4 separate regions of the Mus musculus genome follow, and all the other regions are linked to region 4. A link is a contact called in public Hi-C, HiCAR-type and HiChIP or PLAC-seq data. All regions are on one chromosome and are shown on one strand. Each heading gives the region's core, a stretch centred on a gene start, on an enhancer-like site or on the middle of the called end of the contact. The rest is flanking DNA. Distances are from core to core; before and after follow the strand shown. Region 1 overlaps Gm11351 (predicted gene 11351). Region 2 overlaps Gm11351 (predicted gene 11351). Region 3 has its middle 220 kb from the start of Gm11351. Region 4 holds the start of Gm40841 (a long non-coding RNA gene).

Evidence for each region. Hi-C and Micro-C count contacts between places; a contact is called where the count stands out from the background. HiCAR-type assays count read pairs that join an accessible place to other places. HiChIP or PLAC-seq counts read pairs in DNA pulled down with a chosen protein or histone mark.
Region 1: a HiCAR-type map of PVALB interneurons shows a contact between it and region 4, with 8 times the contacts expected there. The contact joins two enhancer-like sites. A contact is called at or near these places in 1 of 484 Hi-C or Micro-C datasets (embryonic fibroblasts), 4 of 115 datasets of contacts at active chromatin or transcription factors (PVALB interneurons, forebrain, neural progenitor cells and 1 more) and 1 of 9 other capture datasets (embryonic tail).
Region 2: a Hi-C map of cortical neurons shows a contact between it and region 4, with 10 times the contacts expected there. The contact joins two enhancer-like sites. A contact is called at or near these places in 1 of 39 promoter capture datasets (hippocampal neurons), 30 of 484 Hi-C or Micro-C datasets (the HL-1 cell line, adipose-derived mesenchymal stem cells, cardiomyocytes and 17 more), 11 of 115 datasets of contacts at active chromatin or transcription factors (SST interneurons, VIP interneurons, astrocytes and 8 more) and 2 of 9 other capture datasets (embryonic tail and embryonic trunk).
Region 3: an H3K27ac HiChIP or PLAC-seq map of stem cell-derived neural progenitor cells shows a contact between it and region 4, with 8 times the contacts expected there. The contact joins two enhancer-like sites. A contact is called at or near these places in 3 of 115 datasets of contacts at active chromatin or transcription factors (astrocytes, embryonic forebrain and stem cell-derived neural progenitor cells).

Annotation. Positions count from the first base shown.
Region 1 is chr13:25,947,871-25,954,947 of GRCm38.p6, reverse strand. The region is part of intron 1 of Gm11351 (predicted gene 11351); the gene reads left to right. Among named protein-coding and RNA genes, the nearest start is that of Gm11351, 15 kb to the left of the region's middle. Within about 2 kb of position 1,882, at least 2 of the 459 cell types and tissues checked have an H3K27ac peak or open chromatin away from gene starts, as enhancers often do. A contact at or near this core is called in PVALB interneurons, where this site is marked.
Region 2 is chr13:25,931,529-25,939,404 of GRCm38.p6, reverse strand. The region is part of intron 1 of Gm11351 (predicted gene 11351); the gene reads left to right. Among named protein-coding and RNA genes, the nearest start is that of Gm11351, 31 kb to the left of the region's middle. Within about 2 kb of position 6,399, at least 52 of the 459 cell types and tissues checked have an H3K27ac peak or open chromatin away from gene starts, as enhancers often do. A contact at or near this core is called in SST interneurons, cerebellum, cerebral cortex and 6 more, where this site is marked.
Region 3 is chr13:25,747,112-25,754,601 of GRCm38.p6, reverse strand. No RefSeq gene overlaps it. Among named protein-coding and RNA genes, the nearest start is that of Gm11351, 220 kb to the left of the region's middle. Within about 2 kb of position 3,396, at least 34 of the 459 cell types and tissues checked have an H3K27ac peak or open chromatin away from gene starts, as enhancers often do. A contact at or near this core is called in embryonic forebrain and stem cell-derived neural progenitor cells, where this site is marked.
Region 4 is chr13:28,414,991-28,421,759 of GRCm38.p6, reverse strand. It overlaps Gm40841 (a long non-coding RNA gene), which reads left to right and starts at 261. Exons shown (of 3, transcript XR_003950511.1): 1 at 261-2,675. Within about 2 kb of position 4,074, at least 225 of the 459 cell types and tissues checked have an H3K27ac peak or open chromatin away from gene starts, as enhancers often do. A contact at or near this core is called in PVALB interneurons, SST interneurons, cerebellum and 8 more, where this site is marked.

The DNA.
Region 1 (7,077 bases), core at 633-3,132, 2.5 Mb after region 4:
TATAAGAATTTAGTTTTGCGATTCTTTTGTGATTCTTACTAGATCACTTTTAAAGATAAGTAATAAAATAATCACTCCTTTCTTTGTAATCACAAATTGCTGCCTGCAAGTTAGAGAAGCTGGCTAAGAAAACTACCTTACTTGCTTATACTTTAATCTATAACAAGTTGCTTAGGTACGAATGTACGTACGTGAGTTTTTGGAAATAATTTTTTTTTTACCTGTGCTACATAATGTTCTTTCTTGTAAAGATGTTAGGGATCACATTTTTTTTTCATGATAATTCACTAGAAGAAAACTAAAATGTAATCACATTGTAATTTTAAACTACTTGAAAGATTTTGCCTGGATATATAAACTATGGAATGAAAAATGTAGTATGGAGGTTGGAACATTGTTCCTTCCATCTATCAAACATGTATATGTATGTATATATGTAAAGCTTGTATGAATGGGGGGGGGTTGAAACCCTGTTTCTTCCACTCATTGACTATGTGTATGTATGTATATATATAAACCTTGCCTGTGTGTGTGTGTGTTGGAGCTTGATCTATCCACCAACTGTATGTATATGTGTATATTGTGGATGTATAAAATGCTTAGTCTGCTTACTGCAGCTTTGCTCTAACCATTTTATGTATGAATGTGTATATGTCTGCCTGTAGGTCTGTATGATATATGAATGCACATGTGTATTATGTATGCATGAATGTATGCAGGTATGTATATATTCATATGTACGAAGTTATTGGACTCTGCTTTTCATTTCATCCACTCAGTGTGTCTGTGTGTGTCTGTGTGTGTGTATTTGTGTGTGTGTGTGAGAGAGAGAGAGAGACAGAAAGAGAGAGAAAGAGAGAGAGAGAGATCGAGAGAGAGAGAGAGAGAGAGAGAGAATTTTCTCTTTCTATTCTCAAACCGCTGGCTGCCATAAACAGCAGCCCCTATAAGTATCTAGATCCACCCCAGTCAGCATTGGCCACTCATGGGCTGCCTGCCTCAGTTTACCCCCTTGTGTCAAAGTTGGTCTTTTGCAGAGGACAGTAAAGATGCTGTGGATCAGCCTTCTCTTACTGCCTCAGTGTCACTCTCCTGGCAACTAGTTTTCTTTGACAATCAAATGTGCACTCTTATTTGTTTTCTGAGGCAGTGTTAACGTCTCTTTCACTATTTAAAATAGCTATTCATTTTCTATATGAGTATACAAGACCCCTATTGGCTGTAGGACAGCCATGGGAAGAAGAGTGGATATTCTTACATCCCTTTAATGCAACCTAGCAACCTTTTTAGTCTCACTCTGTCTGAGAAACTAATAGGGAAAACATATCTGAGTGTCCAGACTTCTGTTACACTACATGACTGTACAGAAGGCTGCCTGGAATTCATGGTCATGATTATGAGTTAATATGGGAATCTCAGAAATTTCTGAATTGTTCTATACTTTGACTTTTTAGATACGTTTTCTTGTGTAGATGGTGAGATGAAGAATTGATTTTTTTGTAACTTTTATTTTTATTTTGATTTTATACTGGCTCATATTTTTTTTCAAAATTCAGTGATGATTTAGATACATTCTAAGCTCTAATTTTGTGACACTAAAGCCTGCAGCTGGGAGAAAATATTTAGAAATGCTACTGGAAGATTTCGGCTAACTCAAGTTGTGGGAGATTGTGGAATAAATTCTGTTCCAAGTAGGGAAATATTGTCTAAAATATACCTGCAGTATATAATAAAACATTTAAGGTAAGATGTACATTACATGGACCCTCTTGAAACTGCAAATAAAAAAAGGTACATATTTGTGAGGATTGTAATGAGTAGGTGTGCATACCATATACTTTCACATATATGCTAATCACTGCACTGTGAATAGCCAATCACTGATTGCAAGGTAATCTGCAGATGTGAAATCTATGCAAGCATCTAAGGGATTTAAAACCCAATAAGCAAAGGAATAGAGGAAAATGACACCCTCTAATTGTGATTACTTATTTTCCATGATGCACTAAAGAAAATGTGGTTTTGTTGTATCTAATTAGGTGGTTATCGAGGATATAAGAATCTAATAAGAAAGCTTTGTTAATCCACAAATGCGGAGACCAGGCTCATTATGAAAGCCTTGTATCTGTCTAGAGAGGCAAGTTGTTGTGTGTATGTGACACGGTGTGAAAATTTATGAACTATCTATGGTATAGATGTAAAATAAAATTTCTTCACTGCTTATGCAAAATTATTAATAAATGTTTTTAATCCTTTATTTGATCTATTGGGGGCATTTTATACTTATTTAGGTATAATAATACACAAATGTAAAATGAAACATTTGTTAATTGAGCATTCTTTATGCGTATGTAGTGTGTTGTATGTTTGTGAGTGTGTACACATGTGGAGGTCAGAGGTCCACACTAGATGTCTTTCTGAATTGTTCTACACTTTAACTTTTGAGATAAGGTTTCTTGTTGATTTTGAAGCTTATCATTTCATCTAGCCAGTCTGTCCAGTGTGCTTCAGAATCCACTGTCCATTTCCCAAGCACTGAAGTAGAAGGCATACACTGTTTTAAGTGGCTTTAAATTGATGCTAGAGATACAAACTCTGGTCTTGATGCTTATGCAAGGAAAGTTACTGACTGACTTGTTTCTCAAACTCAATCGAGTACTTTTTTATACTTAATATTATCACATACCAAGTGATTGTATATCTATCCATGTCTATCAACTATCTGTCTATCTACATATCTATCTACCTATCTATCTATCCATCTATCATCCATCTATCTTATCTATCTATCTATCTATCTATCTATCTATCTATCTATCTATCTATCTGTTGATATCTATCTATTCATTTATCTATCCAGATTTTTCTCTCTCTTCCCATGTACCTAGGAGGCAGGCACAATATTCTACCAGTACTACAATGGAAGATACTGCAATGAGAATCCAGCACACTTTAGAGGTCACCAAACCCAATTAAGAGCTTGAACTTGTACCAGCTGATTTCTAGACAAACACCTTGTAAAGAATCTTAGATGTTGGCGGCTTTGTTGGTAGTAATGAACACAATGTATTACAGTGCTCTTCTGAGCCAGTATCTTCTTTATCCACCTACAGGTTTATATTTGTAGCAGTAACAGTTCTTTCTGTACCCAGACCCACAACCTGCCTGACACTTAAGCAAATAAGCACTGAGCTGCAAGCAAGCATATTCTCTGAGCTGGATTTCTTATACTATAAACCCAGCTGTTCTTCTGCCTTGTAAAATACACTAAACTGGAGCAGAGAACTCCTAGGAACAGAAATGAAACCATGTGGAAAATTCTTTTCCTATGCCTCCATTGTTACATTAAGCATTATCTGATATTAACTTGACTCATATGACAAGGGAAACTTGTACCTCATTATTTTTCTCTCTTGGCAAGTACAGTTTCCATCTTTCTTTTTTTCCCACCCAAATATTTATTTCTCCAACATATTTTTTTTCTGTTTTTAATATGATGATAGATCCTGGTTAAAATTATTGCTGTGTCCCTTTTTCATAGTGTGCTACTATATCTGAGATTCAGCATCATGTAAATACATATGTTAGAAAGGTGTTATTTTTATCTTCCTGGTCATACATCTAAGGGCATGTTTCAGTTCACAGTGTATGCTGTTGTCCTGCAGACAGAGAACACAGGAGAGACATATGGGAAAGTCTCATGTATACCAGAGTTCATTGTTCTGATTTGTACAATAATTATCTTCTGTGTATCTATGCCTCCCTTCAGGCCACTAAAATGAAACTTCAACTCAAGTAAAATGATCCCAAGAGTGACTAAGACATTTGAATTCTGCCTTCTTCTGTGCCACCCTACCCCCACCCGCACTGCAGTTTTGTTCCTAAACATCTTGGTACTTGGAACAACAGGAACATATCACAGTGTAAACACTACCTTCTCTCCTCTCCTTAACAAATGACCTCAAGCTTTTAGCAAGGTGAGACTACCAGCTACAATGAAGAAACTATGAAATTGTGTAGGATTGAACATCATAATATAAAAGCCAAACTTTTTAAATGTATATAATGTCCAGAATTTTATTGAAACACAGGTCTGGTATGTGTCAGGGAGATGTAGGTCCGGGTAAACAAAGAACTATTCCTACTACTGTATACTACTCTGAGATTATACCTTTTATATTTGGTAATGAAAAAAATTCCATTATATTTCTTGAGACTGATAACCTAGAAATGACTTCACAGCCATAAGGAGTAATTGGTCAGGCGCTGTGAAACCATGGCTTCGGGGTAATCTGCCCTTACCTCTCTTGTTGTGCGGCTAATAAACTACGAATGTTTCCTCCTTTCTTCATTTTTATTGACAATTTTTAAAGGAATTGGGATGAAGAAAAATAGATAAAATATGTGACCCTACAACTTTTGCATGATCATGTTTAATCTGCTTCTAATTTAAGGCCTCCAGGAGGAATTAACATTTTTCAATAAGAGTCTAAATATTACATATATTTAAAAGTTTTTTTTTATTTATTACGTATTTTCCTCAATTACATTTCCAATGCTATCCCAAAAGTCCCCCATACCCTCCTCCATACACTTGCATATTTGGTTTTGTTTCTTATTCAAACCTTCAAAAATAAAAAAAAATAAAAAAATAAATTCCATCGATGCTATAAATAAACTCAGCAGGCACCTGTGGGCACATGTGACCAGTCAGCCCAAGTTTGAAGATTGAAGCCTCAGGATATGATTTGTCCACAAGTCAAAGTGGAAACTGAGTCACTACATAGTTAAAAAAAAATACATCAAGCAAGAACCATAATTTTCAACATGAGCATCACCTTCCAATGGACTGTATGGACTATGACACAAACACTAAACACTAGCCATGTCTGAGGACACAATGAAGGCCTACTTCTAATTCACTAGAGAACCTTAACTAATGCAGAGAGAACAAGTAAGGCGAGGCTTCCTGAACAATGACAGATAAAGGCAGGTCTGAAGAAGAGAGAGAACCATGCTTATATTTGCAGGATGTGCCTCCCAAATGACAACCTGAGAGTGAAGAGCATATCTCTAACGTCTGAAGAACAAAGAGGAGACAGGTGTGTCTAGGTTGAAGAACATCAAGATTTGAGCTCTGAGTGGCAATTACATTATGTAGCATACCATAGGCCATGCATGGCTTTGTGGGCTTTTAAGAGTAATTTTATTTATGTGTTTTGACTTTCTGTCTGTAAGTATTTTGCCTGTGTCTGTTTGTGTACCAACCAGGAGTCAAGTGCCCATGAAACTAGGAAAGAAATCAGATTCCATGAAACTGGAGTTATAGATTCTGTGAATCAAACTGTATTCCTCTGCAAGGAAAGCAAGCTCTCTTAACTATTGTTCTCCCTCTCTCTCTCTGTCTCCCTCTCCCTCTCCCTCTCCCTCTCCCTCTCCCTCTCCCTCTCCCTCTCCCTCTCCCTCTCCCTCTCCCTCTCCCTCTCCCTCTCCATCCTTACCTCCCTTTCTCCCTCCATCCTCCGCTCTCTGTCAGTAACCTTCAAAGCATAGGGTCTTTTTTTAAATGAGAAAAAAAATCAAGACATTTAGATAATAATGAAAAACATATATCTACAGCAAACTCCTATTGCTCTGGCCCTTACAATATTTCCTCCCCTTCTTCAATGATCTCTGATTATTGAAGCCTTAGGTGCAGGACTTATATTTTAATGTACAAGCTGGAACTGGGCTCATCAGCTTCAGTGTGTGTGTGTGTGTGTGTGTGTGTGTGTGTGTGTGTGTGTGAATTAGTTAAAAATGTCACAATTTTAAAACACAAAAAGGAGGTATATTGGGACATTAGGAGGGGAGAAGTGGAAGAAGAAATTATGTAAAAATAATATCAAAAAATTAAAAGTTATCTTAAACATGTCTAAAGACTTTTCAAGCTTAGCAATTTAATATCAAGTAGTGTTTAGGAGCATTGCTGTGTAATGGAGATGTATCTTTATTTATATGTATGAATAATTATAGTTAACATAGAAGATTCATGAGAAAAAGCCATTAGTTAAACATGTCTTTCCTCACTCCATTTTAATCTATCTCCTTGTGAAGGTATGTAAACTTACATGTTGAAAAGGGGACTGAATTTTGTTCTTTTCAAGAGAAAAAAGCAACCAAAAAAATATTGTCTAAGAGAAATGCCCCTCCCATACCATGATGAGCCTTAATTAGTTAAACTAAGATAATATATTTATTTTATTGTCAGGAATAAAATGAATTCTGGCTTTAAGAAATGAATAACAGATTTTTTGCCTCTACGCAGGAAAGTATATTTTTAAGAGATACTAAAATATACATTTGGATTTTCCAGTGTATTTCCCCCTCTTTTGCTGGCTTCTTAATAAGAGGCCTGGCCACTCAGCAGTGTTTTATTTGTTTTATCTGCACCTGAAGTCAAACTGCAAAACAAGATTGGTGTTTTAAAGAGATTAAGGAGTAAGAAGGGATCTTTAGCAGCTTAAGGCAATTACTTAGTTCTCCTGCTTGTGAGAGATTTTCATTGTCTCAAAACATAACCCTCTGTGCAAAAGGGAAGCACATGTTTATTTGTTTTCAGGCTCCAGCAAGTGACTCATTTCTTCCCACCATCCCTCCAAACTATCAGATAGGCACACATAAAAAACCCCCACCACTCTTCCCTCAGAAGTTCCAGGGAGCACACCAATTACTGCTTTCTAACTATTTTTTAAAGACTTATTTATTTATTTTATGTATATGAGTACACCATTGCTCTCTTCAGACACACCAGAAGAGGACATCAGAACCCATTACAGATGATTGTGAGCCACCATGTAGTTGCTGGGAATTGAACTCAGGACCTCTAGAAGAGCAGTCTATGCTCTTAACCTCTGAGCCATCTCTCCAGCCCCTGCTTTCTAACTATTTACAGATTATATTAGAGTATTTCTACACTTGCTCAATCATATCATTGCTGCTCTATTCATAATAGCTAGAAATTGAAAAGACCCTAGATTTCACTCAACAGAAGAGTGAATAAAGAAAATGGACATTTACACAATGAGTATTACTCAG
Region 2 (7,876 bases), core at 5,150-7,649, 2.5 Mb after region 4:
TATTAGGAAACTCAGAAATAGTCTGCCAAAACTCATAAATCCCCAACTCTCAAACAACTTGATTTTTCTCCAAAAATCCTCTACCAGGCTTTAATAAAAAAAAAACAAACAGTGTATACATTGATTTCTGTTATGCCCCAGTATAAATCCAGTTGCTACTAAAGTCTTGAAACTTGCCCTTTACTACAAAAGTGCTAAACTTCTCCAAGAAATTAAAGCTTAACAAAATAAGAAAACACTTAAGGCGTGGTTTTAAAACTTGGAAATTAAAAGCTCAGAGGGTCAGGGGTTTCTTTTTCTTAAAAAAAAAAATGACATCTTTTCATGTGATGTCTAGCACAGAATTAGTTCAAAACAATTACCATTCCTCTTTAAAAACTGTGAAGTTTTATTCAGCCATAAAGAAGAGAAGGATTATGTCATATGTATGAAAATGGATGGTACAGAGAATAATCATTTTAAATGAAAGTTACCAGAGTCACAAAATACATTCCATGTTTTCTTTCTTCTGTAGAAACTAGACTTTATTTGTAAATACACACATACATGTGACTATCAGAACATACATCTATATCTTTAGATGAATGCAAATGCATCTATATTATAGATGTGTGCACACACATAATCTTAAACTGAAATATCTTGGCTGGACTGAGGAAAGTAGAATCTGATGAAATATATACATCTATTCATATACATGCTGACTTTGTCATGTGAATGGCCCCTAACTCTAACTAGAACCTGAATTCTAGTCATGAGCACAACATGTAAAAACTTTAAAGTAAGAGGAGGCAACTGAAAAGAGGTAGGATAGCAGTGGTTTTCGAGGGAAACAAGTAGTACTGGAGTGTAGATCTGATCAAAGCATACTATATACACGAATGAAAATGTCATAAGAAAACTTTATTTTATTCGATTAATTTATGTTGATAACAGAAAAAGAAAGATCAAGAGAGTGAAAGTAAGGAGAATATGGAGAGGGGAGGAGATGAGGAAGAGGAGAGACAATAACATTGGGGAAAGTATTCTTTCCATATCTAGGTCACCTTTCAGACTTTCACATCCCCATCTCCTTTATCTAAATGTCAGGAAAGTGTAAAATGGCCCCTTTTTCGATCTGAGACTGTCAAGTGAGGAGTACTGGAAGGAAGAAAGAATGGAAGAATTGAGAAAAATGAATCATTATCTCAGTGTGGACCACATTTTGTGGAGGCTGTCACTACTGTTCCCTGATTTCATCAATCCACAGATTCCATGTTGGGAACCAGAGTGCAGCTCAATAGAAAAGCAAGTGCTGAGTGTATACCAGACTTTAAGTTCAACACTCAGCATCTATAACAATAATAATTAATAATAGCAAGCAGTAATACAATGTCAGCTTCATCTACTGATGCTGTTAAATAGATTGCTTTCTCATTTTGCATGTTTTGACAAAAGTATCTAAGATCCTGGTTCATTTATCTTTAGTAGAGCCAACTTGTCAAGTGCAGAACTCATGGAAAAGGCTTCTCCATCCAGCATGTGCCAACTATCTTGTTCTTCCCAGAAGAGAAAATGACAGAGTGAAACTGCTAGAGACACTGGTTGCCACGGTAACTATTTCTGGAAAGGAGATAGTTGTGGGTCTGATCTGAGTGAAATGAGCCAGCCTGAAATTCCATCCTCTCTCTCACCTGCTTGGAAACAATGGGAAAACACTCAGAGAAAGATAGGGAGCTTGTTGTGTGAGATAGGTCCCAGAGCTGATGAAGAGTAAGAGGTCAAGAACTCTTTTTGAAGCAGTGCACAGACACATAAAGTAGTATGCTAATATATAATATATCATAATAAACACAAGGCAGTTTGCAACTTTTACAGCCTCTCTCATTCCTACAGTTTCTGAGGTTCTAAAACCCATCCGTCACTATCTCCCATCCCACTCTAAAAGCTCCTCTATTTGGAAAGCCATTTCTCTTTCTATGATATATTTTCCCCGCAGATTCTTCTCCCTTTCCATTTCCCACTCTCATTTGCCCCAAATTAGAGTACTTCATCAATATGAATTTAGATGTCGCCAACAGATTGTTGGCTGATTTTCTTGATCCTAACCATTTCCCACACCAATTGATAATCTTTCTCTTTTGTTTCCTGTAGGTTTAAATGGTATTAGGTAACATATATAAAATGGTATAGTTCCCATGTTGAATTAATGCCACTTACTATAATTCAACTACAAATCAGTTATTATTTTCTGAAGTAGAAAAAGTTATTGTTTTGAGTCACTGTTCCATTCTAGCATATATAATGAACTTTTGGTCAACAAGCCTAGTGCCCATTGGGAGTTCCATAAAATTATAGGGCAGCTGAGAAAATCCTATGACCAGTGATAGCATAGCTGACATAGTATTGTGGTGTGGTGCATTTCTCACATCCTATAGTGATGCATGGATGAAGAGCTTACAACCTAGTCATCCATGTGAATGAGCAGCATAGAAAACTGAGTAGCAAACACTTCTCTATAATGTTAATACATTGCTGATAAATGGATTCATTATGGTTTTGGTTATTAGAGTACACACCTACTACTAATAAAATTAGTTTAGAACAAAAGCACTTGCTGTGTTTGGAGCAGGCTCCTCCAGCTAATGCTTACTGCTTGTCTGCCCTGCATCAAGAGGCTACATGGAGGAAAACACGTATATCATCTAGGTCTGTGTAAGCAGACTCCATGATGTTCAGAAAATGACAAAATCACCTGAAGATGTGTTTTGCAGAGTTTCTGTCATTTAAGTGACTTAATATTGTAAATACACATATACATGTGACTATCAGAACATACATCTATATCTTAAGATGAATGCAAATGTATCTATATTATAGATGTGTGCACACACATAATCTTAAACTGAAATATGTTAGCTGGACTGAGGAAAGTAGGATCTGATGAAATATATACATCTATTCATAAACATGTTGACTTTGTTATGTGAATGGCCCCTAACTCTAACTAGAACCTGAATTCTAGTCATGAGCACAATACAGACACACAGACATACACATACCCAGACACACACACACACACACACACACACACACACACCAGCCCCACTCTCACTCTCCAGTCCCATGTGGCTTCTGGTTTTAGTCATTTGCTCTGCTCTGCATTCCAGCTTGTCTGTGATGAACCCTTCACCCTGATTGCAGATTTCTCCCAACACACCTACCCACCCATTCCTTTGCTCAGTCCTTTGTCCATTCCTGCCTGGATGCACTGCCTGTCCTGCATTCCTCACACTCATCCTTCTCTGAGAAAGTAGCCCAAGTTACTCCCACCTTCCCATGGGAACTCTCCTAACTTCAGTCTAGACTTATTTTTCTCTTTTCTCTAGAAAATTATGCCACCTTTGCATGTTACCCAAAGTCATAAACTTATGTGTTAGTAGTGAAAGGACATGAACCATGTGTAAGTAACCACACCAGACTAAACAGTTGGAACTCGGGTGCAAGGACGTCAAGAAAATTAATGAAAAAGAACAGGAATGGTCATTTGTGTAAAACCTAATCACCCTTTGTTGACTGCTCGCTAGACTGGCCCAGAGAACTTGCTGTGTACGTGGAACTCCACATGCAATGGCGTAGCTAAGGAAGCACTGATTCATTAGTGAATCTTGAATTGTAGTAACATCCGGTAAAGTACACTCTGTAGGCCCAGCTGTTATATTAATTGAAACAGATCTATCAGATGGGGAAGCTAAGTCTTTATAGGCAACTGAACCAATGCCATGGGTTACAGCCAAGGGTGGAGTACATCGTGGAGTCAGACCTAAGATTTTAGGATGCTTCCTTTCAAAAATCCAGGCCTTAACTCTAAATCATGATTGTATGACTGTCTCAGATGTAAAATATAAGGCAAAAAATAGTTTTTTAAAAAAAATAGTTACCATTCCTATTTTTATTGGAATGTGAAGAATTGATCTTTTTCTTCATTGCAAAGATATTTGCACAATGCCATTTCATCAGAGACACCCTGAGATACTGGCTGAGGGCTTTCTCAACTCCCATCAGCTTTGGTGATAACATTATGACATTTTCCCTTGACAGATGTTTCTTTGTCACAATGTCACAGAGATACCTCTTTCAAGAGTTTTTGTTTCATTCATTTGAAGAATTTCTGTGCCACTCACTAATTTCTGGTGTGATATGTGGAGACTAATTGAAGAAATTGTTGTGTCAAAATTTTAATTAAAGCCAATTAATATAGAATAGTTCATTGTGGATGCATTCAAGGCAACACAATTTTCAATAATCAATGAGCGAAAATCACAAAATCTCTAAGTGAAAACTGAAAAGTACAGGACTCTGCCTCTGGGAGCAATTATAGTAGCAGAATAATTAATTGTAGCGCTTTTGTTTTGTTATGATTTATAATGTCTGAAGCTAGGTAGTAATACAAGCCTTGAGATAGGATGGGACCATTGCAGCCTTTCCTCTTTAGACAATACTACAGGAGAATTGAGGGAGAAAGCTATTTAGAATTGCTGGTGCATGCTGAGCCTAGAAATCCATCTACTTTGTATAATACTTACTTGAATATTTACCTAAGCAAGCAGCTCACATTTTCTGGAATGTACTTCTTACTTCCTGCATTAGAGCGGCCAAATCTTCCCTATGTCCTTTCACATTGCATTACCCATTAAATACTAGAAATTGGCACCTCAATAGTATGCCCCATGATTGTTCGGTAAAACTGGTCCATATTCTCTATATGATAAAGTTATACATATCATTTCAAAGATTGTCCTTCAATTCAATATATGATATTATACCAAATCCCATGCCTTTAAGTTGTCATCTATATTGGTTCCTGTCTGCTGTAGGTAAGTATAATATCATATATTGAATTGATTTCCCATTTGTGTTCTTGAATGAATGATCTAAAAGTCTGGTCTTTGCTTCACAGTGCTACCGCTGAGTTTTCTTTTCTGAGCCCTAGAAGGTCTGGAAGCATCAATGACACAGGATAAGGCAAGTGAGGTACATTTGTTACATGGAAAGGCTAGTTGTAATGTTTCTCAGAGTAGAATGATGCAGAGGCTCGAGGAAGACAGAAGGTGGCCATAGCAACACTCCTGCCCATGCCCTCCTTCTGATCAAAGTTAATGAGTTGTAATCAAGTCAGATAAGTGAGTAGCTAACTAATTTAAAAGGAATAAAAAGAAAAAAAAAGGTTTCACAGTTCTTTCCAAGTAGGAAAATACATCTACTTAAAGCACTGCAATATGTCCAAGAAACTGTCAGCACCGATTATTAGGCCAGCTTCTCAAGACTTGACCCTTTGTCTGGGAGTCCACAGATGACCTTGAGCTCCCTGGAAAGGCAGTATCTATAAATAATGCATTAATCATTTTCACATGTGGGCCAAGTAAAAAATTCATATCTGCCCGTGGCTTTGAGTTGTTCTTTAGGATGCTGCTTAGGTTTTCTCTGTGGCAACCTTTAAGAGATGATTGCAGAATTTGCTGGAAATGGGAGCATAGTGTGGGCCTGTGCATTCCAACAGGAAGCTGGAGCTGTGCTTAGGAGTAGGGAAAGGCCGTGGCTGCAACATTCAATTTAAGAGTGACACATTTGTTTCAGTATATGCATTTTGTGTTTTTACTGCTTTGGTAACAGCATGAATTATCACCAGTAAGAGTGGAGCCTTCTTTTGCAAGTAGACCTCAGATAGGACATTCTAGAGGCCTGAGAACATTTCACGGACACAGAATCTGTCTCTTTCTAGCTCACCAATACAGATTTAAATTTTACACAAACAGTCCAAAGGGGCCTACTCATGTCAGGAGACTTTCGTTTGGTTTATAGTTCTGTTTCCAGTATCTTACTTACTGTTAATGAGCAATACTTAATGCGGCTCTGAGCATGCATCTGACTGTTGAATGTCTAGGAAATCCAGATTAATGTTGTATAAAGCACAGAGTCAATCTGCTAGCAAAGCACGGGATTTGAGAAAAAAAAAACTGGCCTGGCTGGATTCCTCCTGCCTCCTACTCCCTCCAAAATCTCCAAAATACATTTTTATCATCTCATTTAAGCTTAGACCTTGGGCCTCAACAAGCCTCTTTTGGTAATTAAACTATGCCTGAAAAAGAATAACAAACAAAGAAATGAATCAGAGACCTTCCTCTACCACCAAGAAAAACCCACCATGCCTGAAGTTTTCAATATTGTTTAAAATATTTATTTCCTGATCATTTTAATTGTATATCAGCTTTTCTGAATGAGCCTTGTACAAAATAAAGGGATTTTATTTGCATCTTTTATTCTCTATTGCTATGGACAAGAAAAGATTATGCCAGAAGAGAAAGGGGGAGGGGAAGACAAAAAGGGACTCTGAAACTGGGCTATTACTGCCATCTAGTGTGCAGACTGGCTGTCCAGAGGGGATGAGAGTGTCTTTGAGACAATACAATTCGAGTTTGCAGAGGATAGAGTCAGGGATGAGAGCACTTCCTCCAAGAAATACTCTCCAAGCTAGTGTCTTTCACCATGTAATGAACTCTTTTGCCATAGAGCTTTGAGTATATGGCTGAACAATATGAAGCACCCTATTTCTTCCAGCAAAAACTGGAAGAACCCCAGCCAGGTCTAAAGGCATGTTATTTCTGAGAATTTGTGTACTAGCTGCAGATGTTGGTAAGCAGGGGTAATGATTTATGCAGATGCCTGTAACCTTTGAATTGGGTCCAGATAGCCAAGTGTCCTCTGCCTTCTGCAAGGAAGGCCTTCTTTCCAAGAGCAGGGCAGGCAGTTTTGATGACTTCTTAGTCCTTTTCAAGTCTGTGGTTCTAAGTGATGCAAATAGTATTTGCTGCTCATGAGCCTACTTTCTCTGTTGCTGATAGAAATTCCACTAGGCTGAGACTCACTGTGTGAGAGTCTAAACATTAAACCTCTTCACAGGACCAGAGGCAGGGTGGCATCTCACAGGTGTTTCATATATTCCCTCCTTCGTGTGGTGCGATTATACAAAATCCACAGGGATTCTCTCACTTCAAAGTCCCTGCCAGTTCTGGCATGGATTCATTCTGGTACCGGCTAAAGACACTGCAGCTGAAATCAAATCAAGCTCGACTTCTTTAATTCACCTCAGAGCAATGCTATATCCACTGACTGCAATTCTCACTAACCCTAATACCTCACACCTTCCCATCCAGCAGGGGTTTGTTACCTTAAAAGCAAACAACTTCAGTGCTCTGGCTATATTCATAAACGATGGCTTCAAAACTCAAAAGGCAGAGACCTGCTGAGATAATGAAAGCTAATTTAGAGACTCATAAGCACAAAAAAAAAAATCTAAGCTCAGAGGAATTTTAAGTCATTACCTGTGTCAGCATAACCTAGAACTGCTGGCTTTTTTTTTTTTCCCTGTTTTCAATGTAGCCTGTAGCTTCAGGTATCTAGAATGAAAAATTAGCTCTGTCTGTCTCACAAAGGTACCATTATAGGACAAATGTGCCACTTACTATATCCATGGTGGAAAAGAAAGTGATGACATCACAGTAAGAAGGGCAGGAGCTCCAACATTTTAGGGAACCTGTAGATGGAAAAGTATACATGACAGCCAAGGACATGGCTTAGTGGCCAAAGTGCCTACCATAAAAAGCAGGTATGGAAAGCAGAGTTGGATCCTCAAACACACTTGAAAGGCAGGCAGGCAGGATGACACTTAGATTCCCAGCAATCTGGGGGGTTGGAGGGGAGGTGGAGTCAGAGTGCTAGAGACCATCTAGGTAACCAAGCAGCACAATCTGTAAGCTCTGGGCTCAACAAGAGACCCACTCAGTGAATGCAAAGGAGAGTGAGGAAGACGTCAGATATTAACTCTGGAGCCTCCACA
Region 3 (7,490 bases), core at 2,147-4,646, 2.7 Mb after region 4:
TAAATAGATAGATAGTTTACTGGTCACTAAATATCCCAGCTTGTAATGGGTCCTGGCAGATTTCAGGTCACCCAAAATTCAAGCAGATTTCATATTTGATAGTGGCATTACAATGTGAATTGTGTGTATGTGCTTGTGTGTGTGTGTGTGTGAGAGAGAGAGAGAGAGAGAGAGAGAGAGAGAGAGAGAGGTTCTAACAGACAGAAATTTGATTGTGGTTTTGAGGGGGGGGCTCTTCATTTTTCATTAAAAACCTGGCAGAAGATTCTAGAAGTTAAGCATCATTAAGTGTTTATGAAACCAAACAATTAACTTGGATATGGTAAGTGAGCATCATTTTCTACATGAGATAACAGATATCAGGGTGGTCACATGACTCACCAGTAGCATACAGACAAGAAATAGTAATCAACTCATGGTGCTTAGACTACATGATCTAAAATGCACACACATAATGAGCCAATATGCATACAAATCATTAAGTTCACAAAAAGTAGATAAAGGGTAAAGGATGGGGCAAAGTATAGAGGATATTATTTTTAAATCCCTTGCTGTGATAGTCATTCTTAACTGGCATCCCACTGTAGAACACATAGTTAATGCAAGGCTTGTCATGAATCATTATGGATCTCAATCTGGGCTTCAAGTAATCTTCTTTTTAATATTAATTCTAGCATGTCGATTGCTACTCAAATCTCATATCATCTTCCCCTCATCAAGAAGGAGCTGATAATGAGCTCACTGGAGGTAGGTAAGAAGCAAGCCCCCTGTATCTTGGCTTTGACAGTGATTATATGATTTGTTTTATCTCTGACCCTGATATTCTTTAGGATTAAGCCCCTTGCCCATTTCATGAGAATTTAGTTCATTAAAAGAAGATAACAGAACTTAAAATCCAAGTTAATTAGATAATGCAAATTACATTGTATCACACAGCTTTAAGGACCACAGAGTGAAGACTGCAGGAATAGAGCCTTTGTGTAGCAGTGCCCAGTCACCATGCCTCACACACTTCTAATATACACAGTGTGCAACAGGAGGACGATACCAGGGGTGGAAACTCTGAGGGGCAGCCATTTGGTCCTTGTGCCTCACCTACTTATAACAGAGAGAGTGCCCAGCAGACACAGGGCTGTATTATTACAGCAAATCACTTCATATATTATACATACACACATATATATTATGTATATATTGTTTCATAAAAATATTTTTTCATTTATTTGTTTCATAAAAATAAATACAAATAAAAACATTTATGCTTTTCTCAGTCCAGCTTTACAAGTAAGTACTAAACTATCTTCAGACAGACTTAGCATCATCAAAGCCATAATACTCCACGTAATACTTCGTCAGACATTATTATCCTAGTTTTCTTGTTTCACAACCTATGCCGGTTCCTCTCAAAGTATCTTTTAAAACTCAATAAAAGACTGCTGTGCTGGCAGGGTTTATGTCAACCTGACACAGGCTAGATTCATCTGAGAGGTGGGGAAACTCAATTGAGAAAATGCCTCCATAAGACAGGACTGGATGCAAACCTCTAGAGCATTTTCTTACTTAGTGATTGATGTGGGAGAACCTAATCCATTGTGAGTGGGGCACCCCTGGGCTGGTGGTCTTGGGTTCTATAAGAAAAGAGACTGAGCAAGCCATAGAGAGCAAGTCAGTATGCACTCGTCCATGGCCTGTGCATCAGGTCCTGCTTCCTGGCTCCTAGCTTGTTTGAATTCCTGTCTCAACTTTCTTAGATGATGAACAGTGATGAAGTGCATGAGCTGAATAAAATTGTTCTTCCCCAAGTTGCTTTGGCCATGCTTATTTGTCCCAGCCATAGTAACTCTAAGACATCTATATATTTGAAAAGAGAATCTAAATTATGTATTATTAAAGTATAAATTAGAAACCTCATGTGGGCAGGAAACAATAAGCGATACATATGTAGCTGGGTCAGCTGAACTCCCAATTAATGTTTTACTATCACACATAATAAATGGAGATGCTCAAAGGGTAAATTAATATCAGATGGTTTCATTATTTTGAACATTGAAACAATCACATAACAATTACTGGCTGTGTTAGCAAGTGCTTTATACTCAGGGTTCACTTGCCTTGGTTTGGTTTTACCAGTCCTTTTTTTTTTTTAAAGCTCATTTGATTATTTTTATTTTAACTACAAACTTGATTAGTTATTTAGTATCTTCTCCCTTGACCTTTAATCTGAAAGAGAAAAAAATATTGGCTATTTCATCTTACAGAAGAACAATCTAAACTGTCATTGCTCCATCATGATAACTGGCAAGGTAAAGAAACACTGTCTCTACGTGTGCCTGTTATATGTATTACAATATATGTAATATATTATATTATATTGTATTATATATTATATTATATACTCAAACATTCATACACAGAGAAATAAAACAAATATTTTAAAGAAAATATTATTTGAACAATGCACAATCTTTTGGGATTTTCCACATTCTATATGAGTTTTCTCCCACAATATTTTGATTAATGCAAAAATCCCATGTTCCTTAGAATCTTGCCATTACCCATTTAAAGGCAGAAATGCTTGTTTTGCTCTAGTATACACTGGAGAGAAATTCTGGACAATTCGTTTATCTAAAGTGTTTAATTTCAACCTCAGTATTTCAGAGAAGACTAACATTTATGTTATATTTTGATGCAAAGGCAATGTTAATGTCAAAGCCATTTCAAAATAGTTTTAATGAAAAAAAATTAAATCAGGGTGACTTGAGAGAGGCAGATTGCTGGTTACACGGAAGCCTCCTGTTTAGAGTCGTATAATTTTCATCAGTGTCTCAGTCAGTGATGTAGTTTGACATTTGTTCCTCCCACCCCCACCCACAGTCAAACAAAGTGAGGAATACTGCAAATCAAGACTGTGGCAAGCATAGTAACCTCACCTAGATCTTAGCTTCACTGCTGTCTGAGCTGCAGCGTGGAAGGGCTTAACGTGGCTTTCCTTACTTTTATTTACGTCTGAATTTGGAGCCAGATGAAGATAAACCCACAGAACTGAGTGAGACTGAGCTCCCTCATCTATGGATTCTCACACTTCCCCCTAGACGTGTGTAATTACCCTGGCCTGTGGTGCTTATTTGCCAGATTTGGATACAAATGGATATAAAGGTCTTTTCATCTCTCTTGCTTTCTCTCTCTTTTTTTTTCCATCAGTGACGTCTCAAAGCCAAGGCAGGTGTCTGTGGGATTAAACATAATTACAAAGGGAGAGAGAGAGCAGAGATGAAGCTAGAGCGCAATTCCCAGCAGAACAGGCATTTAGGAGCCTGAGCAGGTGCTGTAGGAGGCCTGGTGTATCCAGCTAAATTGAACCATGGTGGTGGGCAAGGGCACACATACTGAAGCCTGGGATGGGGAGGGCACTAGCTGTCTCGGGGACAGACGGGATGCCAGGATGGGCCCCTTCAACTCCATGGCTACTGGAGTGAACAGATTCTGTTTCTCACTACTTCCTTTGTCGGGTGGCAGCAGGAGAAAACAAAGTGCCACTTCTTGCCATTGTGAAGCCACTTGCATAATCCCCTCCCTTTGGCATATCGTCATGAACTAGCAACTGCTCTATTATTAGATGGAAGAGTGGCAGCAGGTGACAGGGTCCTGCAACTTTTCCTTTATATAGCTCTGAGCTCTCTCGTTGGGTTTTAAGTTTTAGATGGCCCTCCTCAGCTAGAGTATTCCCATTGTGAAGAAAATTCTATGATGCCTTTGGGAACTAAACAAATAAAGTGGTTTTCTTTCTTTCTTTGGACACTATGACCCATGACTGACTAGACATTGTGTGTGTGTGTGTGTGTGTGTGTGTGTGTGTGTGTGTGTGTAAGTAATGGACAAAAAGGTCCTTCTTTGGCTCAGACAACACCTGGAGTAGCCAAGGGCTGCCAGCCTCAGAGATCAAACCAGCCTGGGCTCTGGGGTGCCTCCTTTTGCAGACAGAGCCACTGACCCGGGCTGTATCCACAGTGAGGAAGAACTCCCTGCTGAATGGAACTCAGAAGATAATGCTACTCTTTATCTGGTCCCAGTGGAGGGTGTCCAGCCATGAGGAAATGACAAGGACTGGGGGGTACTTTATTCTTCTGTTGCTGCTGTGCATTCTAAACTCAGTGAATGAGGGAGACCTTAAATGCAAATGGGGAACTATATTGCATCTTAAAAGAAAGAAACTCTGTTTTTTTTCAGACCCTAGAAAGAAAGTTTTTGCAGCTGAGTTGGTTTTCCTTACTCTCAGAACTTGCAGGAAAACAAATGTTAGCATTCTATATTAAAATAAAAACCTCATGCAGCAGTTACTTTCCAGTATCAGGGATACCACCCATCGCATACTTGTGCATCCCAGCATATAATATTTCTATGACAGGATTCCACTTTAATATAGTGCGTACTATTAAGTAGGACTGGTGAAGTGATTGGCATTTCGATATAGGTAAATATAAAGAGAGTCTATGGTGAAGTTACACATTTCATACAAGGATCTGGCAGAAACTCTACTTGTGTATCATCAGTTAATTTGTAAAGAACCTGGGTGCAAACCCTGTTGCTACTCAAAGCTCAACAACATCTTATGACATATATTGATGAGCAAATATGTTTAAAAAGCTAGAATGAAGCCTTAAAATGGTCTCATGAGGATTATGGAAACAGCTTAGCAGGGAATGTGCTTGCTGAATAAGCATGGGAACTAGGTTTTTGATTCCCAGCATCCCTAGGCAGGGTGACATGGACCAGAGAACCCAGAGGTGGACATTCGTGTCCTGGTGATTCACTAACTTCCTAAAATGCAGAGCTCTATACTCAGTGCTACTCTCCATCCCAACATGTAAGGTCAACAGGCAGTTGAAAGAGACATCTGGATGTCTACCTCTAGCTTCCAAACAAGCCTCCACGAGTGAGAGCAACCCCCCACCCCCTACCCCATACATACCCACGTGCAATGAGCTCATTGCTAATATATGAATATATGAAAATAGGTCAGGGCATGCCAAAGAACACACAAATAATTGGATACAGAAGGACATGCAAGTGTGCATGTGTGTATATGTATGCATGTGAGATATATATATAAAATCTTTAATTCACATGACATTAATAATGGGATGTGAATCTGTTGCAAGGGAAATGAATATCACAAAAGATTATTAAGCTGGAAATTTTGAGTAAAAGGCAAATATGGTATGGATTGTATTGGGTACGACATATGGCATACCTTTGTCAAATACATTTAAAGGGACTATGTTAAATTGGAAGGGAGATTATGGTCTGTCATCCTGGAAGACAAGGAACCATGTGATGGGATGCTTTTCTCTCCACTGATGAGTGAGATGCAGAAAGAACATTAGACAAGATTAGGCTGCTCTTTCATGTGGGCTCAAGTCTTGGAGTGAAACAAAACCATGACAGCCATGACATCAAGCACTAAACTAAAACATTTCTTTCAGATACATGTTACGAAAGTTCTAATTCTTTATTTTATAAACATACTATGTGTATTTTTAGCTATTTCCTCAATACTGAAATACACCCTTTTGGAGGGAAGCAGAAGGTTCATAAAGGCCTTCTTGCTCTGAAACTTTACAAGGCTGAGGAAGCTCAGAAAGGGACCAGATTTGCAGGACACTTCCCTAAGGCAGTAAAAGCAGTTGCTGGGAAGAGGAGACTGTCCCACTACAGGAGTTCCAGGGAGGCATCTTTCATGAATCATCCTCTCCCGTGCTGGAGTGAACTTTTTGGTGATACAGCTGCCTTTGAGTCACACATCCTCCTGTTAGGGAACTCCAATAAACTGCTGGTTCACCAAACTAGACTTGGGTGGAATGGTTTCTTTAATGTGTCATCGAAGACCTATCTGGGATCAGAACAAGTTCATTCGGGTCTCTACTGGCAGCAACATATACAGACTAACCTTTATAAGGACAAGATATATGTTCATCATTGTATAGGGACAGCACATAAAACCACAGGGAAGCCTAAGAAAATGGACATGTGTTTAGTGACAATCAGTTGCAATCCACAGAGTTTGTTGGGTACTATTTACCTAGTAAAAGTTGGAGCCAGAAAACAAGTTGTTCTCTGCAGCCCATATATTTTCCTTATTTCACAGCATTGCATTGTCTGTATTGTCTCTGAAGGTAGCATACAGCCCTTCATATCTGCCCCCACATCATTCTCATTTGTATCTACCTTAATTTATTTTTAAGTTTCTTTATTCCCTATTTTAGAATGTTGATTTTTTTTAATCTCCATATTTCCACAAATTCAATTTACCACTCCATCTCTCCAGGTATCCTTTCAGGATAGAACTGAGACCCTAAGGTCGAATATTTTATCATGTGATGCATAAATTTATGTTTTAAGGAGCAGATATAAATTCAGAATCTTTTTTTTTTTCAGGGAAAAAAATGAAAAGGAATATTAACAATCCCCAGCTGCCCGATATCCTCAGATCTGTATTTCTCATAGAAGAATACTTTTGCAATGATAAAGAACCTACCTTAGAAATCATCTTTTCTCATACCAGCTTTCAATTTTCCACTCAATTTTTCAGTTATTAGTTTTAAAAATTCATTCACAAAGACAGTGACTTTTCACTGATGATACTGAACACTTGGCAGCTTGCTTAGTTTTGGAACATGGATTATTTTCTTGTGATTGTCTTCTGGTTTCTGTACAGGAATCCACTCATTCAGACCAGAAGTAAAGCACAGTGCCCGGTATGACCATGTGTGCCTGTAGTGACAGCATTCCAGGAGCCGGTACAGGATCATTATGAACTCAAGGCAATACTGAGCTACATAGTGAGAACTTGCCTCCACAGAAAACAAAATGGAGTCTGGAAAGACGGCTCATTCCGTAAAGGCATTTTGTTCCACAACTCTTGCAGCCTAGGCTTCATCCTAAGAACCCTCTAATGGTAGAAGCAGAAAGCCAATGCCACAAACACACATACCCCATATGAAAGCCATGGTACACACACACACACACACACACACAGACACACACACACACACCAAAACACAAACACACATACCCCACGTGAAAGCCATGGTACACACACACACACACACACACACACCAAAACACAAACACACATACCCCACGTGAAAGCCATGGTACACACACACACACACACACACACACCAAAACACAAACACACATACCCCATGTGAAAGCCATGGTACACACACACACACACACACACACACCAAAACACAAACACACATACCCCCACATGAAAGCCATGGTACACACACACACACACACACACACACCAAAACACAAACACACATACCCCCACATGAAAGTCATGGTACACACACACACACACACACCAAAACACAAACACACAAACACAGTAGTAGTAGTACTAGTAGTAGTAGTAATAATATAATAATTATAATAATAATAATAACTTGAAAAAATCCAAAGATTTGGAACACAGAAAAGAG
Region 4 (6,769 bases), core at 2,825-5,324:
TTTACTATTTTTATGCGGAATAAAACTCAGGAATAGTTGCACTGAAGGTGATACAAGCTTAGTGCCAACAGAAAATGAGGTGCAGGCCCGGTAGATAGGTTTCCTGAGGCCAGGGAGAACCTCCTATGCCATTGTTCTGTAGTAATTAACAAAGCAAGACTTTGTTGTTGTTACTCAATGAAGGATCTATACAAAGTAGACCAGCTTGTTTAAATAGTTACACAAGCTGAAAGTACCATTGATTGGTAACACATGAATATGAAGAAATCAGGAGCTAGCCTCGGTGATGGGCAAAGAACTGTCCTGAGCATATAGACAGTGGTTTTGTATGGTGCAGACACAGCGGTTTAGTGGCAGTGGTTTGCAATCAGACACAGATAAAAAGTCTGACTCTCATGGAATGGAGAGGAATCTGAAATTCAAGGGCCACTTGTAAAGAAAGATTGTAGGGAGAGAGGCGGAGAGGAAAACAGGGCTGCCGAGTCTTCCTGGAATGACTCTGCAGGGATTAGATTGGTAGAAAGTTGTCTTTGGAGGAAAAGAAGACCTGCAATTGCTACACCTTGAGAACATGCCCGTTGCATTCCACATACTACCCAGGTCTAGGTAGCCTTTTATACACAAATGCAGAGAAAGGCTCCTGTGTGTCACCCAGGCTCTTGCATTGTTAACCACAGTCAAATGACATAGGAAGTCATCTCTTCACCTATTCACGAAAAGTTCTCTGAATTTGATCAGCTAGGATGATCATCTGTATTTTTTTCTAAAATAGTTTACTTCTACATTTCGAGAGTGCCCAAATAGGTTATATGCTTATTTTGGGATTTGACAGAACCTGTGGACGCCAAGGTCATCACTCTCCAGTGTGTGGTCTGTACTAAACCAGCAGTAGCCACTCAGCACCTTCCACAGAGGGGTATTCTGGGAAGCAGTTGTTGGTTGTCATTTTGTTGCAAAGTAAAAATATCTAAGTGGCTTAAGGGCTTTGGCCAGTGTTAGAAAAACATCACCCCTATTTGCCAGCGTGAGGTGTCAGTGTGAGATGCCAATGTACAAACCAGAGACCTGTTAATTCAAAGAAACAAACATTTCCCTTGTTTCCAGTGATGACTTTTGGGGGGAGAATCTTACTGCTGTATATACCTTTAAATAAGAAGTCACAATTGATTTATGATGATTTTTTTTTTTAAAAAACAACAAAACCTGTCTCCTCTTTTCTCCCTACAAAGGGACAAGGTTTTCCCTCTTGGGTGAATACTGCATGCATCGCTTGCCATAGAAAGGGTGCCGTCTTGGCAAGCCTCTTATTAGTCTAAAAATAAATTATTCACAATGCAGGTTCAGATACAGATTGCAAGGAGAGATAATAGAATTGGTTTTCCAAGCCTGATCATGCTCGGAAGACATGGTATGTGCTTTTCAGGAATCCACTTCAACGGAATCAGCTTTGACGAGTACACACAAGAAATAATATTGCTGCCATCCAGCTTGTGTCTGCGGTACAGCATCCTCCGCTTGTCTTCAAGGACCCACAGTGCCTCTTCATCAGTGTGCAAAAGTCCATATTGCTCAAGCATTTCTTCTGAGATGCTGCCCTCCCATTGTTCTTTTAAGGAAATTTCTTCCTGGCAGCGTGAGAGGGGCACTGCCTCCTACCCCCCTTCTGCCTCGGCAGAACAGTTGACCACAGCAGCAGCCGACTCCGGCTCGTCATGTGCTTCCTCATGTGATGTAGGTCTGCGGCACTGTGGAGCAATCGCATTTGAGACTCGGCACTCGTGGACAGACGGGCGTTCAGGGACTGGGGAGTTTTTGGAGGGGGGTGGGGAGGCCAATAAACCAAGAAAACGTCAGAAATAAAAGTCGCATCAAGTATGCTGATCTCTGTATTTCCTATTTTTGTTTTGAAATTTGATTTTAACTATTGTTTTTTTTTTTTCTGGTTGTGTCTGTATTTTTTCCACCCCCACAGGCGCCGAGCTGCGCTGTTTTCTTTCTTTCTTTTTGATTTTTTTCTTTTTCTTTTTCTTTTCTCGAAACTCTGAAGCCAGACTGTCTTCTTCACCGCTCCCGGGCTGCACCACTGTGGGCACATCAAGCTTCGTCTGGCTCACCTGCATGGTTCCGGCTGATTCCTGCCTGAGATGGCCCATCGTACAACTAGGATCCCAGAATCTCCTGTCTGCACTCTGCGGAAGAAGGACCTATTTCAGTCTCTGGCCAGGGTCTCTCACAGCCGATGGGGTCTTGGAAGACAGGGTGAAGTTGCAGAAGACTGGGGTGGGATGCGAAGGCATGCGAAGGACTTGGAAAGGGAATTTAGGAATACTATACATCAGTGCCCACCGATGATATGCATACAGGGCGAGGGCAGCCACCGCCCCTGCCTCACGCACCTAACCCCGGCTGCTCGCTGGGATTGTCTGAGGGGGACAACCCAGGTCTGGATGTGGTGGCATTTTTTCAGAGAGTGGAACTGAAGATGGATGAAGCAGGTACTTGCTGTGTCTGCTTGGCAGGGCAGAGCTGGAGAAATGGAAGGGGAAAAGAAGAGATGCTGACTGTCGTAAGATTGTCTGCTGCCAGCTCCGCAGTCTTAATCTAAGGAAGGATGGCATAGTGGATCTGCCAGCACGTGCATGGAGGAACTGTAAATTGCAGTGTGGATGTCCCTGGTACTGTCAAGGAAGAAACTGATGGGCTGGGTGACTGTACAGTGTCCCCAGAGAAAAATAGCAGCCTTGCAGCATGGATTTAAGTGCATGTGCATGCGTGTAGAGACATGGAAGAGACTGTGTAACACATACACACACAGAGAGAGATATGAGAGAGAGAGAGAGAGAGAGAGAGAGAGAGAGAAAGAGAGAGACTCTTTGCTGGGTTGGGTTTGATTACAAGCCAGTGTTTTCAGCTCCTGCTCAAGACCTATTTCCTGGCTAGCCAGAAAGCTCGGCCAGAGCAGCTGCATATAGACTTTTCTTTTTAACGGCATAGCAAACCCCTTCAGTTTTAACTCCTTGAAGTTCTAAGTGCTCAGCGTTGGGCTAAGGCTCACTGTACGGTTTTGTTTTCTTCTCCTACAGAGCCCTGTAAACACAGCTGTATTCAGTATGGCAGAAAAATTCTGTCCCTTAAATAGAAATGCGATCAATTTAATCAAAATAAATGTATCCCAGATGACTCTGAGGCCAGCTGGATACCACAGGCTTCAGAAGCTAAGCATTCAGTGGAGATGGATACAGTGTTAGATTTACATGCTTTCAAATGCTAGGATCAGCTATGCTTAATAAAGGAAATTCTTTAAGGAAAAGGGAGGGTCCTCCTGGCACCCAGCTATAGATGGTGACCACAGGTGCTGCTGCTGATCCTGGCACTGGGGTTTGTGGCTGTCGAGCTTGCAGGGGTGTGTGGCATGAGGCAGGGCACGGCTGATGTCAGTGTGAAGAAAGCTTGCAGCCTGCTTGAGGCTGTAGGAAGGAGGAGGGTGGCCTCTCATTGCCTCTGTCGGGGCTTGGCTGGTACTAGAAGCTTGTAGATAGATAAGGGTGAGCTGGGTGAACTGAGCTCTGAGCCGGGAGCAAGCAGCTTTCCCAGTTGTCATGGGGGCTCCTCTGGGACGCCTGTCTGGCCTGTCCTCCCACTGTTTGTTAGAAATTCTACAAAGCGGCTCTGTGTGCTGGATTATGTTTGGCCAGCTGTTGGTGCATTCCTGAGGGTGGGGTGGAGACAGGATCTTATTACTGTACTTCCAAACTGTAGATCTATGTGGGGAGAGAGAGAGAGAGAGAGAGAGAGAGAGAGAGAGAGAGAGAGTGTGTCAGGATGTGGTGGGGAGAGGAAAGAAACGCAAGCAAGTCTGATAATCCCTTCTCCTTCTCCAGGTTGTGCTAGAGGAGCATTCAGAAAGGCTATGAAGTGAAAGAGAGAAAGGAGAGGGTAAGGGGTGGGAGCACAGTGGAACAGCCATGAGACAAAGCAGAACTTCAAAGCTGCAGAGACGAGCAGAATGTCAGCAGCTTGTAATTAGCGGTTCATGGTTGCGTCAGAGACTGTATCTCTCCAAGAATAACTGTGTGCTGTGTGCCACAGAGTGCAGAAGACAGTCATAACTAAGTTATCAAGCACAGTTCAAATGAGGGCAGACACATGAAGGCATTTTCTGTTTGAAAATTAAGCAGGGCTGAAGTGCACATCTCACTGGCTGGATTCTGCCTAACTTCTGGCAGGAAATGCTCAGCGTATAGGAGGGTGTTTGTTAGATCAAACAGGGGACCCATAAGCATGCAGACTGAGCATGCAAGCTCCGTCCCTGTAAAATACCGTCCCAAACAGCCCGGTACTGCACTGCTGGGGTCCTGTCTCCGTATATACCCATTCGCTTTTGTATGCCAATGGGAGAAAGTTAAAAGTACACCCAAGGACATATGTCCCCATTAGATTCTAAAATCCCTACTATAGAATTAAAACCTGACTGCAGGTTCTGAGTTGTTTTGGTATTCTTAATTTATACGCTGAAGAAGCTCTTTTTTTGCAATTATCTTGTTGGTAACCCTGTGAGGAAGCGACATACCACTATATGATGTTGAAGGGCACCTTTCCCTTCCATCCCCTGTCTCTGTTATTTGGAGGTGTGGGGCGTTCTCTGGAGCCTCCAGGAGGAGCTGGTGGGAGGAGCTGATTGGCTAGCAGGCTCAGCGTGTTTACTCTTATTTGTTTTCAGTGCTCCTTCGCAGCGTGCATTTAGTATTTGTATTTGTGTTCATGCTGCACAATTACTACTGACCAGCTTTGTTTCTCTGCCCGAAGCGAAGTCAATTTTAGTTCAGCCCCTGCAGTTGAGTCCCTGGACAATATGCACATATGTATTATGTTACCCGTGTATGCACTTTTCCTTTTAAAAACGTGGATTAAGGAAAATTGTAGGCAAGGAGAGACGTGTATATGAAATCAATAGCTTTTTGAATCACATGTAATATAATTTAAATATACTCACTTTAAGATTGCCAAAGCCTATGTTGTCTGAGCCCAGTTAATTTACATCTTCGATTTAGTCAAGAGGTGGAACCTGCCAGATCAGAATGCTGTATTCTGTGCACCCAACAGGGTGGAAGACATTATTTTGTTTGTGTTAGTTCAAACAGCTGGTCATTAATGCAGTCCCCATTTCTAGAGAGAAACGCTGGTGGACATGAATGGCTGTCTGATTAATGCTGCCCCTCGGAGGGTCCTTCACCCAGCCATGCTCCTGCAGAATAATGTAGCATGATGTGATTGCACTCTAACAGGATAGTATGTCATTGTGTCACCAAGCAATTGAGGTTATTATGGGGCAGGGCAGACAGACGGGACAGTGGGGTTACTAGACCGTAGCATTTTTAGAAATACAGGCCTGACCTACTTAGAGTTATTCTGGCAGGCAGCTGCACGGTACATAAAGTCTCCTGATAGGCTGAAGCTGTTGCTAGGGGGAATTAGCATGAATTTTTCCACACAGAGACTCAGCGACTGAATGATAAAAGCTGACTGGAATTAAAGAGATTTGGTTTAGCATTGTACAGATTGATCTGCCTCAGTTTTTTTTTTTTTCTTTCTCAAGTGCCAAGAAAGAGTGCAAAAAATAGAGACTTCTTTTTGTTTGTTTGTTTCTATTAGTTCTTTGACCTTCTCCTTCTCTTCCTTCTGCCCTTCATCCCCAAGAGCCAGGAGGGCAGGAGAACAGAGCAGTTATGAAATTTTGGTTAATCTCTTATTGCTGGGGTCATTGAAACCATGTTGCAAATGGCATGATATTTAAGCTTCAGGACTGCTGGGCGTACCTAGCAGAAGGGCAGATGGGTTTTTTTGGTCCCCTGTGTATCAAGCTGTTTTGGAGTTGGGCATGCATCTTTTATACACTGTATATTTTATACACCCCTTTCCCTTTTGGGCTTGAACAAAACATTTACATAAATTCTTTTCTATCCAAACAGATTGAAGCTTGCAATTGCTGGCTTGTTTAAAATAAGATAGTAAGATAGACAAGATTCCAGATTTAGAATATATATATATATATATGTATACACACACACACACACACACACCATTTTTTTATTACAAAAGTATTTTTTTCTGGGCTATGTTTGTCTTTTGAAAAGTCCAGTTTGGTGTTTGTGTTCAGGGATAGAATTGAACTGCTCCCACCCCACCCATTTTGTTTCCCAGTGTACAAAAAGCACTCTTTTGTTTGTTTGTTTTGTTTTGTTTTGCTTTGCATTTTTTTTTCTCTGCAGAAGAAAGTGTGGCTGTAGAATCCAGTCTGGAGACTGCTTTTCCATGTTGCTGACATGGGCACTGAGTAGAGAGAGCTCACATAATCAATTTTGCAACATGACCCACTTTCCCTCCCCAGCATTCCCAAGTGTCTGCAGTTTTAATAGCTCTTTACAAGAAGAGGATTTTTTAATAGATCATTTAAAAATAATCTGAAAGTCCATCAAGAGAAAAATTAAAGCAATGCGTATTCAAGAATACTTTGGTTTTTTTCCCCCCTCATCTTAATTATATGCTATCTGTGGTGTTTGTGCTGAAAGTAGTTATTATTCTGTTATATTTATTTGAAATTAATTTTTGTAAGAAAGTCCTAGGAGTTCACAAGTAAACAAGGAGCTGAGGAGCATAAGTCCTGGAAAGGAGAAGGAAGAGGGTGCTCAGCTGTGTCGCTGGATTTCCTGGCCATGTGTAAAGAGGCAAGAGAATATTTATTTGTGGATTTTCTTATTTCCATTTAGGT